2 separate regions of the Mus musculus genome follow, and region 2 is linked to region 1. The links are chromatin contacts, called in public Hi-C maps. All regions are on one chromosome and are shown on one strand. The core of a region is the stretch at or near the end of the contact, and the rest is flanking DNA. Distances in the headings are between cores, read along the strand shown.

Evidence for each region. A called contact is a pair of places that touch in the nucleus more often than the background predicts.
Region 2: a Hi-C map of differentiating embryonic stem cells shows a contact between it and region 1, with 4 times the contacts expected there. The contact joins two enhancer-like sites. A contact is called at or near these places in 3 of 15 datasets of contacts at CTCF or cohesin (embryonic stem cells and stem cell-derived epiblast-like cells), 33 of 484 Hi-C or Micro-C datasets (differentiating embryonic stem cells, embryonic stem cells, haploid embryonic stem cells and 3 more), 9 of 115 datasets of contacts at active chromatin or transcription factors (embryonic stem cells, epiblast stem cells and stem cell-derived neural progenitor cells) and 3 of 9 other capture datasets (adipose tissue, embryonic stem cells and pancreatic islet).

Annotation. Positions count from the first base shown.
Region 1 is chr6:72,557,642-72,563,920 of GRCm38.p6, reverse strand. Capg (capping protein (actin filament), gelsolin-like) reads right to left here. Exons shown (of 10, transcript NM_001042534.3): 6 at 6,061-6,210; 7 at 5,664-5,756; 8 at 5,050-5,182; 9 at 2,805-2,893; 10 at 938-1,111. The coding sequence ends at 1,046. Among named protein-coding and RNA genes, the nearest start is that of Capg, 12 kb to the right of the region's middle. Within about 2 kb of position 1,285, at least 40 of the 459 cell types and tissues checked have an H3K27ac peak or open chromatin away from gene starts, as enhancers often do. A contact at or near this core is called in differentiating embryonic stem cells, where this site is marked.
Region 2 is chr6:72,827,879-72,834,706 of GRCm38.p6, reverse strand. No RefSeq gene overlaps it. Among named protein-coding and RNA genes, the nearest start is that of Tcf7l1, 42 kb to the right of the region's middle. Within about 2 kb of position 3,171, at least 5 of the 459 cell types and tissues checked have an H3K27ac peak or open chromatin away from gene starts, as enhancers often do. A contact at or near this core is called in differentiating embryonic stem cells, where this site is marked.

The DNA of each region.
Region 1 (6,279 bases), core at 36-2,535:
ATGAATTTGATCAGCCTTCCCGGGTTTGTGTGGGCCAGAACAAGCCAGTGTGTGACAGCTCGGAAGCCACACTCAGGGTGGCTGCTGTCACCAAGACATCACACACTGTTGGGTGTTGAGGGGTACTCTTTGTGGCACATCCCCCCGCCCCTCTCTAGCTAGTTTATTTTGAGATAGGGTTCCATATCGCCTAGGCTGACTTTGGACTCGCTCTATAGCGAAGGCTGAATTCACAATCCCCCTGCCTCTGCCTCAGAAGTGTCAGGATTATAGACATCTCTTCTCCCTAGCACACGCACTCTGTCCTCTTTGTCAGGCCATACCACGCCATGAACAAAAAACAGAACAGGGCTGGGACCAGGGAGAGCAAGCAGCCAAGGGTCAGAAACAGGGCTGCTCCTGTATAAACTGGAGTTTTTCACATACACACACATGCATTCAGGGCCTCTCCCCTATAGAAGGATGCTTTACACACACAGGCCTTGGGCTGCTCAGCCAAACACAAAACTCAGTTGAGCAAGGGACAACAGCTAGCCTGTTCTAGGGCTGCGGCACGTTCTGTTCCACTCCTGGGTGAGTGTCATCATTTAAAACTGCCTCGGGGGTGTTTGTTAGGGTGTCTGAGGAAATTACTGGCTTGAACCGAAATCTATCCCAAGTCACAGCCACTGCCTTGACTCAGCTGGGAATGTGAGACTTGAAAGCGACGCTGAGGCCTGGCATGGTGCCGCCTCCTTATTAGGTTCTTCTGGGCATGGTGGGAGTTGGCCAGCAGCTTGATGGCAAGTTCTGGTCATGCAGAGCCAGTCCTGGGCTCCTGGGAGCTATGGACTTGCATTTATGTTCTACTCTCCGCTCAGCATGGGGCTGAGCCTGAGTGAACAGGTGGGACTAAAGCCAGTGGGGGATGGGGTGAGGGACAAGCCACACAGGAAGAGAGCAGGGAATGGAATGTGTCCTTTATTGAGCATCCAGAGGGCACCTCAGTGCTGACCCAGCAGGCAGGGGTGGGAGGCAGGAGAGCAGAGATGGGGGACACCCACCCTCACTTCCAGTTCTTGAAGAATTGCTTGAAGATGGGACTCTCTCGGCCCTGGGGCAGTATCTCCACCTGCAGTGGGAGAAAAGCTGGGCTCACAGGCTGCCCACCTCTACTTCTGAGGAAGTGGGAGGGGCAAAGGACACCAATGACAGGGGTAGGCAGCAAGGACTGAGATCAGATGTAACCTAACCGAGAGACACTGCAGCTGCGCTGCCAGCTTTGTCTCCTGAGAGAATGCTCCTCTGTGACTCAGGATTCTTGTCATGCCCTGTAGTTAGGTTGCCCTGCTACACCAGAGACTACGTACGGTGCTAGGGCATTTTCCCTCGTGTGTTCCATCAGCCAAAGGGTCTGCATCTTCAAGTGACCTGTGCTCACTAATATCACTTGTACTGTGGTTTTTGGATACCCCACCACACTCACACACACACACACACACACACACACACACACACACACACACACACACACTTTTGTGGGTTTTCCTAGAGGATTATGGGGGGGAAAATCCTCTAAAGGGCTATCTGGCCTATCGTGATTTAGGAGAGAAAAAGACCACTTTACCCCATAAACATACCACCCACCTCACAAATATTTTATAAAATTGTCTTCAACATCCACAGTGCAGAACCCAGAGAGAGCTCCCCATCACGGGGGGGGGGGGGGCGGGGGCGGAGGGGGGATTGGATGCACACCAATCTCTCTTTGCAGTGTTCCTTTGCTTGAATTTACTAAATAAACTTTTGCTCAGACTGTCTGTGTCTTGACTGAATTCTTTCATTCAAGAAGACAAGAGCCCTTGTAGCACCAGGTAAGAGGAGGCAAGCAGTGTAGGCCTGTTCTGAGAAGACAGGAGACACAGCTTCAAGGATGGGGCCCTCAGTCTGGCAGATGCCACCCAGTAGACATCGTCTTTCCCAGAACTGACTCCTGGGATTCACACCTATGATCTCAGCACTTGAGATGCTTGAGACAGGAGAACTGCTGTGAGTTCAAGGCCAGCCAGGCTATGCATAGTGAATTCTAAGCTAATCTGGGCAACAGGGGGAGACACTGTCTCAAAAAAGGGGAAGGTGGGGCTGGTGAGATGGCTCAGCAGTTAAGAGCGCCAACTGCTCTTCCAAAGGTCCTGAGTTCAAATCCCAGCAACCACATGGTGGCTCACAACCATCAGTAACGAAATCTGATGCCGTCTTCTGGAGTGTCTGAAGACAGCTATAGTGTACTTACATATAATAAACAAACAAACAAATGTATTGCATATGTATGTCTGCAATATAAATTTAAAAAAAAGGGGGGGGAGGGAGAGCTGAGGATGCCCTGGGTTCAATTCCCAGCACCGGGGAAACCAGATGAGGTGACACACACTTAGAGTCCTAATAACTGGGAAGTACAGGCAAGAAGAGCAGAAGTTCAAGACCATCCCTGGCTATACAGAGAGGCCAAGCCTGGGCTACATGAGACCCTGGGACAGAGAGGCAGAAGGAGAATGGCTCGTGCAGCCACCATGCTGAGGATAGCCAGCCACCGAGTGACATGCTGTCCTGCAGGCTCCCGGGAGTCTCTTTGGAAACAAGTTTTGAGGTTGTTGTTGTTGTTTAATGCTAAAAGACTGAAAAGGCCTTTCCACCTAACAGGTCTGAAGGTAAGCCGGTCTGCTCCCAATTCCTGAGCTGTCCTGCTCTTGTCCAGTCTGGGAGTTGGAAGTCACAGGAAGAAGGGTCCTCCCTGGAGGAGGTGGGGGAAATGGTCCCGTCCTCACCTGAGTGTTTGGGGAATACCTCATTCGAGAGATGAAGCCATCAGCCACTTGGAGGGCTGCCTGCCGCTCTTTCTCATTAGCTTTTCTCCCTGGAACACAGATTTCAAAATGAGAAGAGAGTGGGTGGGGCTGACCGCAGAAGGCCTGCCCAACATTCCTGAAGCTCTGTGTTCTGCCCTAGCACCACAGAAAACCACCTGCAAGCTCATCTTCAGATACACAGGGAGCCTGGGCCGCACGAGGCACTGGGGGGGGTGGGGGGTGGGCGCGTACTCTAGGCTCCATCCCATTTCTCTTGAGGAAACTTAAAGGGTCCCAGAACACCTGACAGTTTTTAAAACAAATGAACCCGGAGTCCCCAAGAATGTTGAGGGAGTCTCTGGGGTATGAAATCAGCCACCTAATACTTTCCCCAGAAAGGTGGCAGCTCTAAGCTAAGATTAAGTAAATTAATAAATAAATAGACAAAATAAAAACTTTTCTCCTGTATCAGCAGACTCTCCTAGCTCTGATCAAGCCATCTTTTAGGAAGGAAGAACTTCCACCTAGACATCACACTGGAAGGCCAGAGGGCTGGGGCAATGGCTCAGAGGCCCTGAGTTCGATCCCCAGCACCCACACAGCACTCACAGCCGCCTGTAATTCCAGTTCTAAAGGATCCAATGCCGTCTGCTGGCTTCTGAGGACACTGTACACATATGGTTCAGACATGCATGCAAGATACACACACATAAGTACACATAAAAAATCAAAAAGAAACTCTAGAGCCCGGGCCTCCCTTCCCTGGAGCCCCTCACCTTTTGTGTGTGAACAGTGTGGCAGAGAACACTGTCCTGTTACCAGACCTTTTGTGTGAAACTAAAGAGAACACAGAATGCAGTTTCTTCTAGAGGTGGACGGACTTGCACAAGGCCAAAAGCTAACATGCTTGCTAACAAGATGCTCCTAGAACTAAAGAGCACACAGAATCCACCCAGTTACACTGGCAGTCACTGGAACACTTCAAGTTGAGGCATTTTCACAAGGAAACAGAGCCAGGCATGGTGGTGGCTGGTTCTCTGGCCAGTGTTAAAAGTGAACACTTTAACTACCTGTGAGCTACCAAGCGTCTGTTGGGATGTAGCTGGTGATAGAGCACTTGTCTAGCATGCCCTGGGTTCCATCCATCCCCAGCACCAGAGAAAAGCAGGCATCGTAGTGCATGCCTCCTTCCTAGATCAAGAATTCAGTCATCCTTGGCTACAGAAGTCAGAGGCCAGCCTGGGCTACATGAGACCTTGGCTCAGTGGTTGACAGCACTTGCTGCTCTTGTGAAGAACCAGAGCTCAGGGCTGGAGAGTTGGCTCAGTGGTTAAGAGAACCAACTGCTCTTCAGAAGGTCCTAAGTTCAATTCCCAGCAACCACATGGTGGCTCACAACCATCTGTAAAGGGATCTGATGCCCTCTTCTGGTGTGTCTGGAAACAGCTACAGTGTACTCATAAATAAAATAAATCCTTAAAAAGAAGAAGGAGAAGAAGAAGAAGAAGAAGAAGACCAGAGTTGAGTTCCTAGAGCTGGTCCATCAGGAGGCTCAAAACTGCTTTTTAACTTCTGCTCCCCTCTGGCCCTTGGTATCCACAAACATGTGTGAAAGAGAGCACATGTGCAGAAACACAAAAGTAAAAACTAAAGTAAATCTAAACAAAACAACAAAAAATCCAAACCCAGAACCTCAGCTGAAGGAACGGACAGCCCAGACCTTCCTGGGAACCGGCAAAAGCAAGCAAGCTCCCGGGGTCATGCTGTCTCCAGATTTCTATGGTCAAAGCAAGCATCCAGACTCCTGCACACAGGCAACCTTTCTTCTTCTAGCAGACACAATTTCTTGGAAAACCACGGCCTGCAAGTGTACTGCATACTGTATAAAGTGCCTACTAAGACCATCTATTTAAATTCTATTTAATTCTATTATAGTTAATAAAGAACCTCAAGATCAGGCACTGCAGAGCCCTGAAGGCCTGGACATGGGCCAAGAGTTCTCAACGCCCCTCAGGCAAGCCCTGGGAACATGTTAAATATACAGGTGGTCAGGCTCCAAGCCAGACCAGATGAATCTGAATGTCTGGGATGGGCCCAGCCGTATACTAAACAGGCCCTTGAAGTTCTGAGATAGAGATGGGCTGAGGTTTTCAGAGATGGCTGAGCCCGCTGGGTTCAGAGCAGCTGCGGTGCCCTCAGGCTCACACAGAGGAGCCATACATACCCTTCCAGATGTAGATTTTGCCACACAGCCCGTTGTCCAGAACAAAGCAGTCATCTGGAATTAGCAGTTCAGAGGCAAAAGGGCTGGAGTCAGCCACCTTGGTCAGATTCATCTGTCCAGTGGCATCAGAGACCTGGAGAGGAAAGACAGTTCCCAGTGTGACACAGACACAATTCAGTCCTCACCTGGAATCATGGGTTACCCAGTTGTCTCTACCAACAGTTCTGAGAAACAGGCAGGAAGAGCCCTCCCACCCCACCCCTACAAAAAAAATCAAGCTCCAGAAAGACTCTCTCTTGTCTATCACTGCAGTCCAAAGGCCACAAACCCCTAGGGGAAGAAGTGAATTCCACTTTACAAGTAACTGCACCGGTTCAAATCAAGACAATCTTAGAATTAGCATCTGACCTTCACCAGGGGCTGGAAGTGAATACCATTCTCTTTCTCAGAGGGCGTCCTTCCCACCATCTCTCCTCCAGTCCCCACAAACCTACCTGAGCCCTGGCCCAGCCTTCCCACAGCCTCTTCCCTTCAGCTCTGTACCCTGGCCACCTGCAGATGCTCTGTGCAGGATCTCACACCAGGCCAATCCCCAGCAGGCCTGTAGTGCCTACCTTATACAGGGCTGCAGCCTGGGCGTTGGTCTGGTCAGCTGTAATGTCTTCCTCGGGGTTACCCTCCTTCAGAGCAGGCTTGGGGCCCAGAACCTGAAGAGCCAGGCAGGATTACTGGGGCTTCTGCACCCCAATTTTCCAAGTCACCACATGCAGGGCCACCTGTGTTCTGCACTGGGAAAAGCAATGGGCCCAGCCCACCTACCCGACAGCCTCTTGCCCTGAGAACACATCCCCAGAACACAAAGGTACCCCATGAGCTAGGGCTGAGTAGGAACCCAGATACCCCCACCCCTGCCAATCCTCTGTCAGCCATCTTCATGCTCCCAGCTTATCGCTGTCTCTCCTGACCACATCCAAACAGCATCTCCCAGCTGCCCACCCCAAGATCCCCAACCTGAATCATCTCGGCTGGCTCCTCTCCATCAGTGATGATTTCCACCTGGGCCTTGCCCTGCCGCTCGCTGTCCCTGATGGCCAGGGCCAGGTCCCTCGCCTTGTTGCGCTCAAGGATGTTGGACTTTCCACCACACCAGGCAAAGATGTTCTGCAGAGAAGCCAGACAGGCTCATCACAACCAGCTGCCTCTGTCCTGCCCACCACTGAGAAACTGTCC
Region 2 (6,828 bases), core at 1,922-4,421, 270 kb before region 1:
ATTGGACAGATGTCAGGGAATGATGGTGTCAACACACACCACACACACACACAAAACGTGATCCTTACCTCAAAGGAATAAGAGTTTATTCTGGAGTCAACTATGAGTGGCTACAGCCCAGGAACTCAGATTATATACATGTTCCATGGTGTTTCAGGAGTTATCTACCAGGAGTTACAGAGTTCCTAATCTTTCTACATCTACCTCCCAAGGGCTGGGATCCAAGTGTGCTCCCCCATGTTTAATGCTGAAGGTGGAACCCCGAGCTTTGTATAAGTTAGGCAAGCACTCTACCAGCTGGGACCCAGACTCAGCCCCCTGTATGGGTTCTGAGAAGCTACATTTTACAGATGACACCCTTAAGTTTAGGTATGTGTGGGGCAACTCCAAATGTTTCATGAGCAAAATGTGACCGTGGTTTGATCTGGTGAGTCTCGGTAGAGTGGCCCCATTCCCTGTGGAGAAGCAAGCTCAGCCACTTGTGTCCTGAGATTCTCAGTTGCCTCTTCCTCCATCCTGTGGGAACCTGCTGTGAGGCCATCTCTCTTTACCTCCCTGGTCTTTCCCCTTCCAGCCCCCACACGACTGCAGCTACCCGGGGTCTGTGGCACCACTTGGCAGCAGTTGGGAGGCGGCACAACAGAGAATCCCATTATGCATACCATTTGGTGTCCCCATGATTCTGATAGCCACCACAATGTTGACTTGGGAAGGCTTAACACTTGTAAAAACAAGACATAGCCCCAGATCCTAGCTTCCCAGGAAGTGGGACTCAAGTCAAAGGCAAAGCCTTGTGTGGAATCTGGACTAATCTAGGCAGTTCTAGAAAACGAAATTTAGGGCTGGAGAGATGGCTCAGCGACTAAGCACTGACTGCTCTTCCAGAGATCCTGAGTTCAATTCCCAGCAACCATGTAGTGGCTCACAACCATCTGTAATGAGATCGAATGCCCTCTTCTGGTGTGTCTGGAGACAGTGGCAGTGTACTCATATAAATAAAATAAATAAATATTTTTTAAAAAAAAAGAAAACAGAATTTATTCTAGTGTTCTTCCTGGCCTCTTCAAAATGCCTAACTTTACTACAACAGATTCAGGGTCAAAGGCCTCAGAAGTCTCCTTTGGAGCAGACGGACAGCATCCTTGGGAAAACTTCGAGAAGGGGAGGTAAAGCAGCCACTGGTGAGCTGAAAACATTGATGCAGGACCAACACCAGCTGTCGTCACAGGGCTAGAGAGGAAACTGGGGACATTTCTAATACTGGAGAGTTGCCTTCAAACTTGCCAGCATGGACCACAAACCAGCTCTCTCAGCAGAGTGCCTGCCTGGTGCTCTCAGAGCCCTGGACTCTACCCTGGCACCACATAAAACAGGAGTACATTGTGATTATCATCCCAGAACAGAGGCAGGAAAATAAGATGTTCAAGATAATCCTTGGCTACGTGAAGAGTTTGAAGCTAGCCTGGGCTACACTCTTGTAATGAGTGTGAGTTATGACACTTCATCTACCACCTTAAGTTGCCAACTGTTTCCTCCCTCTCATGATGGGCATGCTGGCTTATTTCCAGGGACAGGAAGGAACCGTTCCAGAGATGTTTCTGGCTTCAGCAATGGCACGAATGTGCAGTCAGGGCTAGGCTTCCATCCTTGCTCTGTGAGGCTGGGGATCAGCCATAAGGAAGCCATTTCATGTCAATGAACAGGCTATTCTACGGCTGCTGGGCCACATCGGAGAAGCAGCAGACCCCAGGAACAGGTCCCAGCCCAGGCTGCCTTCTGGGGCTGAAGAGGCTCCTTAGATGTGTCTTGGGAACCTCAGCTGGCTGCATCACTGAGGAGTAACATCTGTGAAGGCACCTGGCAACCTTACATCTGGATGGCTTCAACCATTGTCCAAGAAGGGAGGCTTGAGAGAAAAACCTGTTCTGTGACCTTTACTGTGAAGTACTTCCAGCTTTAAAAGCAACAATGCCTTGCTTAGTGGAGACCTTTCTTCACGAAGAATCTTTAAATCAGAGGGCAGAAAAAATAATGAACCTCTCAGCAAGTCTGTATATTTATGTACTCATGTTCATGAATATGTGCATGCACATGTGTGTATCTATGTATATATGCATGTGTGTATATTCATACACATACGCATATGTGTGCATGTTCACACGCATGCATGCATATGGCAGACAGAGGTCCACATAGTTCATCTTGCTCTATCGCCCATAGAAGCAGAGTCTCACTGAATCTGTAGCTCCCTGACTTGTCTAGACGAGACTCTTTTTTAAGACAGGGTCTCTCTATGTAGACCAGGCTGACCTCAAATTCACAGAGATCCAGCTGCTTCTGCCTCCTGCGTGCTGGGCTTAAAGCATGTACCGGGTCCTGTACCTGGCTTTTAACATGACTGGTAGGAGCGAACACAGGTCCTCATGCATGTACTGTGTATACCTTAAATAGTAAGCTATCTCCACAGTCCCTCCCAGAAACGTAAACCCTTCCATTCAATGCAGATCCTAGGAGGAGCTGGAGAGATGGCTCAGTGGTTAAGAGCACTGGCTGCTCTTGCAGAGAACTCAAGTTCAATTCTCAACACCCACATGGTGGCTCACAACCATCTGGAGATAAGAGAATCTGAGCCCAGAGAACACCAAGCTATTCCCCACTGTCTAAAGGAAGTGGCCTGGGGTTCCCCGTGTTGAACTCCAGCCAGTTTTGCAGTTTGCTCAGTGCTGAGGTATGAGGCCACATTGTCTTAAACAAGAAGAAATTAAACATTACAACTCCGACCAGAATTTGGCTATGTTATTTTACTTCATACTTTTTTGGATTTGGTTTTGTTTTGTTTTGTTTTGTTTTGTTTTGTTTTGTTTTGAGACAGGGTTTCTCTGTGTAGCCCTGGCTGTCCTGGAACTCACTCTGTAGACCAGGCTGGCCTCAAACTCAGAAATCCGCCTGCCCCTGCCTCCCAAGTGCTGGGATTAAAGGCGTGCGCCACCACTGCCCGACTACTTCATATTTTTGATTAACCTGGTATCCACTGTTTTCAGAAGAATGCAGCTGAGGTCTAGGAAGATGAAGGATCTGTCTCAGGTCCCAGGTTGCTGTCTGATGCACACAGGTCTGTTTCCCACTAGGGTGAGGAAGGGGGCTCATAGTTTGGGATCAAACAGGGGTGAAGTTCAATATGTGGCCACGTGGGGGCAGTAGATCAATGTAAGATAGAGAAACAACCCCTTGTCTTTGCCCTTAGGCTTTGGAAGCAACCTCAAAACAGGTGGGCCCACTTAACAGAGTTCCCTGGATAAGAGGCAACTGGGTTTCTGCAGGAGACCGCTTGGTTTCAGTGCCAACACTGCCATTTATCAGCTTGTGGTACCCTCCTGCTTTCTCTCTGACCTGGCTTTCTCGTTCTCCAGGGAACCTTGCAGTGATGGCTATGCAGAGCAAGTTGCAGCTTACAGGGACCATCAGAAGGAATTTGGAGAAGAGAGGTTCATTGTAACTAATTTAAAAAAACCAAACAGTTAGCCGGGTGGTGGTGGCACACGCCTTTAATCCCAGCACTCGGGAGGCAGAGGCAGGTGGATTTCTGAGTTCGAGGCCAGCCTGGTCTACAGAGTTAGTTCCAGGACAGCCAGGGCTACACAGAGAAACCCTGTCTCGAAAAACAAACAAACAAAACCAACAGCAAACAATAGTTCTAGAGATGGCTCAGCGGGTAAGGGCACTGACTGCTCTTCCAAAGGTCCTGAGTTCAAATCCCAGCAACCACATGGTGGCTCACAACCACCCATAATGAGATCTGACGCCCTCTTCTGGTGTGTCTGAAGTCAGCTACAGTGAATTTATGTATAATAAAAAATAAAAATAAAAAAGTAGTATACTTTAAAAAAAATAGTTCTACTCCAACTGAATTATCCAGAGAAAATCAGGATGGATAGGGGCAAGCTGAGGGCAGTTGCCCATTTGAAGTTATAAGGCTATAAAACATAAGCCTGCAGATGAAAGATGCTAGAACTCCAGAAGAAAGGACCTCTGGAGCAAGAGCCACTGAACTTGGCAATGACCCTTCCAGCCTTTCCCTCAAAAGGACCTAAGACTGCTTACATGGGCACTTACACGGGACACTGAGGATATGGCGATTACAAAGCATTTTGAAAATGATTGCACATAAACCCCTAGTTGATATTGCTAGTGAAAGGCAGGAGGTGGGGGGCTGAAGAGATGGCTCAGCAGTTAAGATGGTGTTCTCCTATTCCTGGGGACAGGACACAGCACCCACACAGGGTGGCTCACAACCATCTGGAACTCAAGCTGAGGGTATCTGTTATCTTCTTCTGACTTCAAGCACTGCACTAATGAGAACATAGAGAAATAATTGGGGGGAAGGGCCACAGGTGTGGTGGCACAGGCTTTTAATGCCAGCACTCAGGAGGCAGAGACAGGCAGATCTGAGTTTGAGGCCAATCCAATCTACATAGTGAGTTCCAGGATAGCCAGGGCTATGTAAAGAGAATCTGTCTCCAAAGATATCAAAGTAAATAAGTAATAAGGCTGGAGAGATAGCTTAGTGGCTAAAAGCACTGGCTGCTCTTGCAAAGGACCCAGGTTCAATTCCCAGCACATACGTGGTGGCTTGTAACTGTAGCTCCATTCTAAGGATCTGACACCTTCTTCTGGCCTCTGCAGGCATTAAGCATGCATGTGGTAGACAGACAGACAAATAGGCAACACACCCATGCACACAAAATAAAACTAAAATTTAAAGTATAAATAAGCCGGGCAGTGGTGGCACACTTGGAGGCAGAGGCAGGCAGATTTCTGAGTTTGAGGCCAGCCTGGTCTACAAAGTGAGTTCCAGGACAGCCAGAGCTATGCAGAGAAACCCTGTCTCGAAAAACCAACATCATCATCATCATCATCATCATAATGATGTATAAATAAATAGTAATTTTTAAATGCAAAGTTGGAGGCAGTTCTGGGGATAGAGCTCACTTTGTAAAATGTTTCATCTAGTATGTAAAAAGCCCTTGAGAAAATTCTGGAAGGAGAATGTCTTAGGGTTTCATTGCTATGAAGAGACACCATGACCAAGGCAACTCTTCTAAAAGAAAACATTTAATTGGAGCTGGCTTACAGTTTCAGAGGTTTGATCCATTATCATCAATCATGGTGGGGAACTTAACCACGTGCAGGCATACATGGTGCTGTAGGAACCCAGAGTTCTACGTTTCCACAGAAGGAGACTGTGTGCCACACTGGGTGTAGCTTGAGCATTTGTGAACTCAAAGCCCGCTATATCCTGTGACAGGTAGGGACTGAGGGATGCTGGGAGAACCTGGCAGCCAGGTCCACTTTGATATGTTAAATAGGTACCTCAGCCATTTGTCCTAGGTTTGAGACTTTACAGGCAATGGGAAGAGAAAGATTTAAGAAACAACAAAATCCTCCTAGGCAGGAACTTAGCCCAAGGAGACCGTGCTTGCCTAGTGTGTGAGATGCTCTGGGTTCAAACTCCAGTGCCACAAACAAGCAAGCAAACAAATGTCCCTTCTCCTCCCTTCCCCTCAGCCCCTGGAGCCTTTGTTTCATCTTTTACTTAGGTGCAAATGTGGACGCACATGAGTGTAGTGCCTGTGGATGCCAGAAGAGGGCAGCAGTTAACTGGGACTGAGGTTACAGGAGGCTAGGAACAGCCTGACATAGGTCCTGGGAACCACACTGGGGTCCTACACAAGAGCAGTGTTCAGTCTTAAGCATTGAGCAGTCAGCCCAGCCCTGATGTTGCTCTTTAGTGGTAGTTCAGTCTGGGCCTTATTTCTTCCCGGAGAGGAAAATAGGGCTGACCCACAGAGGATCTGAGTTCAAATTCTTAGACCCCACATAAAAAGCTATACACTGCTATGTGGGTAGCCTCAGTGCTGTGAGGGACAAACATGGGGGATTGTTATGGCTTGCTGGCAGCCAGTCTATCTCCAGGTTCAGTGAGAGGCCCTGTCTCTGGGAATAAGGCAGAGTGGTAGAGCAGGACACCAGATATGCTCTTCTGGCCCCCAGATACCTTTGCACACATATCCACATACATCACACATACAGGTCTCAATGAAAAGGGAATAGGGAGGTGTTGCGGCCGCCAGCAGCTCGTAACGTGAACGGTTCGACTGATATGGCTACTCAAGCTGTAAGAGAGGAATCTAGGGGGCGAAAGAAGAAACGGAGCTAAGACAAATTCATTCTGATCAAAACTCAAATTTTATTGTTGCGACACTAGTTATGAAGGAAGGGGGAGGGGACCCGATTCCCGCCGAATAATCTCTGATCCAGTAGAAAGGTGAGCACGTGTGTGGCTCCAAACAGCAAAGCGGCAGGTTCCAGCAGTGGGCGTGGCAGAACGAATGAGCAGGAAGCTCCACCCCTGAGCAAGCAGGTTTCAGGCTGGGGGAGGGGAGACTACAGGGAGGTGGGGACTTTAGCTTAGGAAAAGACATCTGCTGCCACTGTCAAGCCTGTCAGAGCCCCCAGCCTCCCATGGCTTTATAATCTTTCTGGTCAGTTTCTTAATCGAGGGCCCACCTTTCAAGAGAAGTCGTGTTGACCAATTAAAAAATCTTTTTTAGGCAGGGCATGGTAACACACAGCTTTAATTCCAGCACTTGGGAGAGAGAGGCAGGCAGATCTCTTAAGTTCAAGGTCAGCCTGGTCTATGTAGTGAGTTCCATAACAGGTTATGTAGAAAGATCTTGTTAAAATTAAGTAAATAAGTAAACAAATAAATAAACCAAAAAATGAGAAAAAAACAACAACAAAAATCTTTTCAGAAAATGGAAACACTCA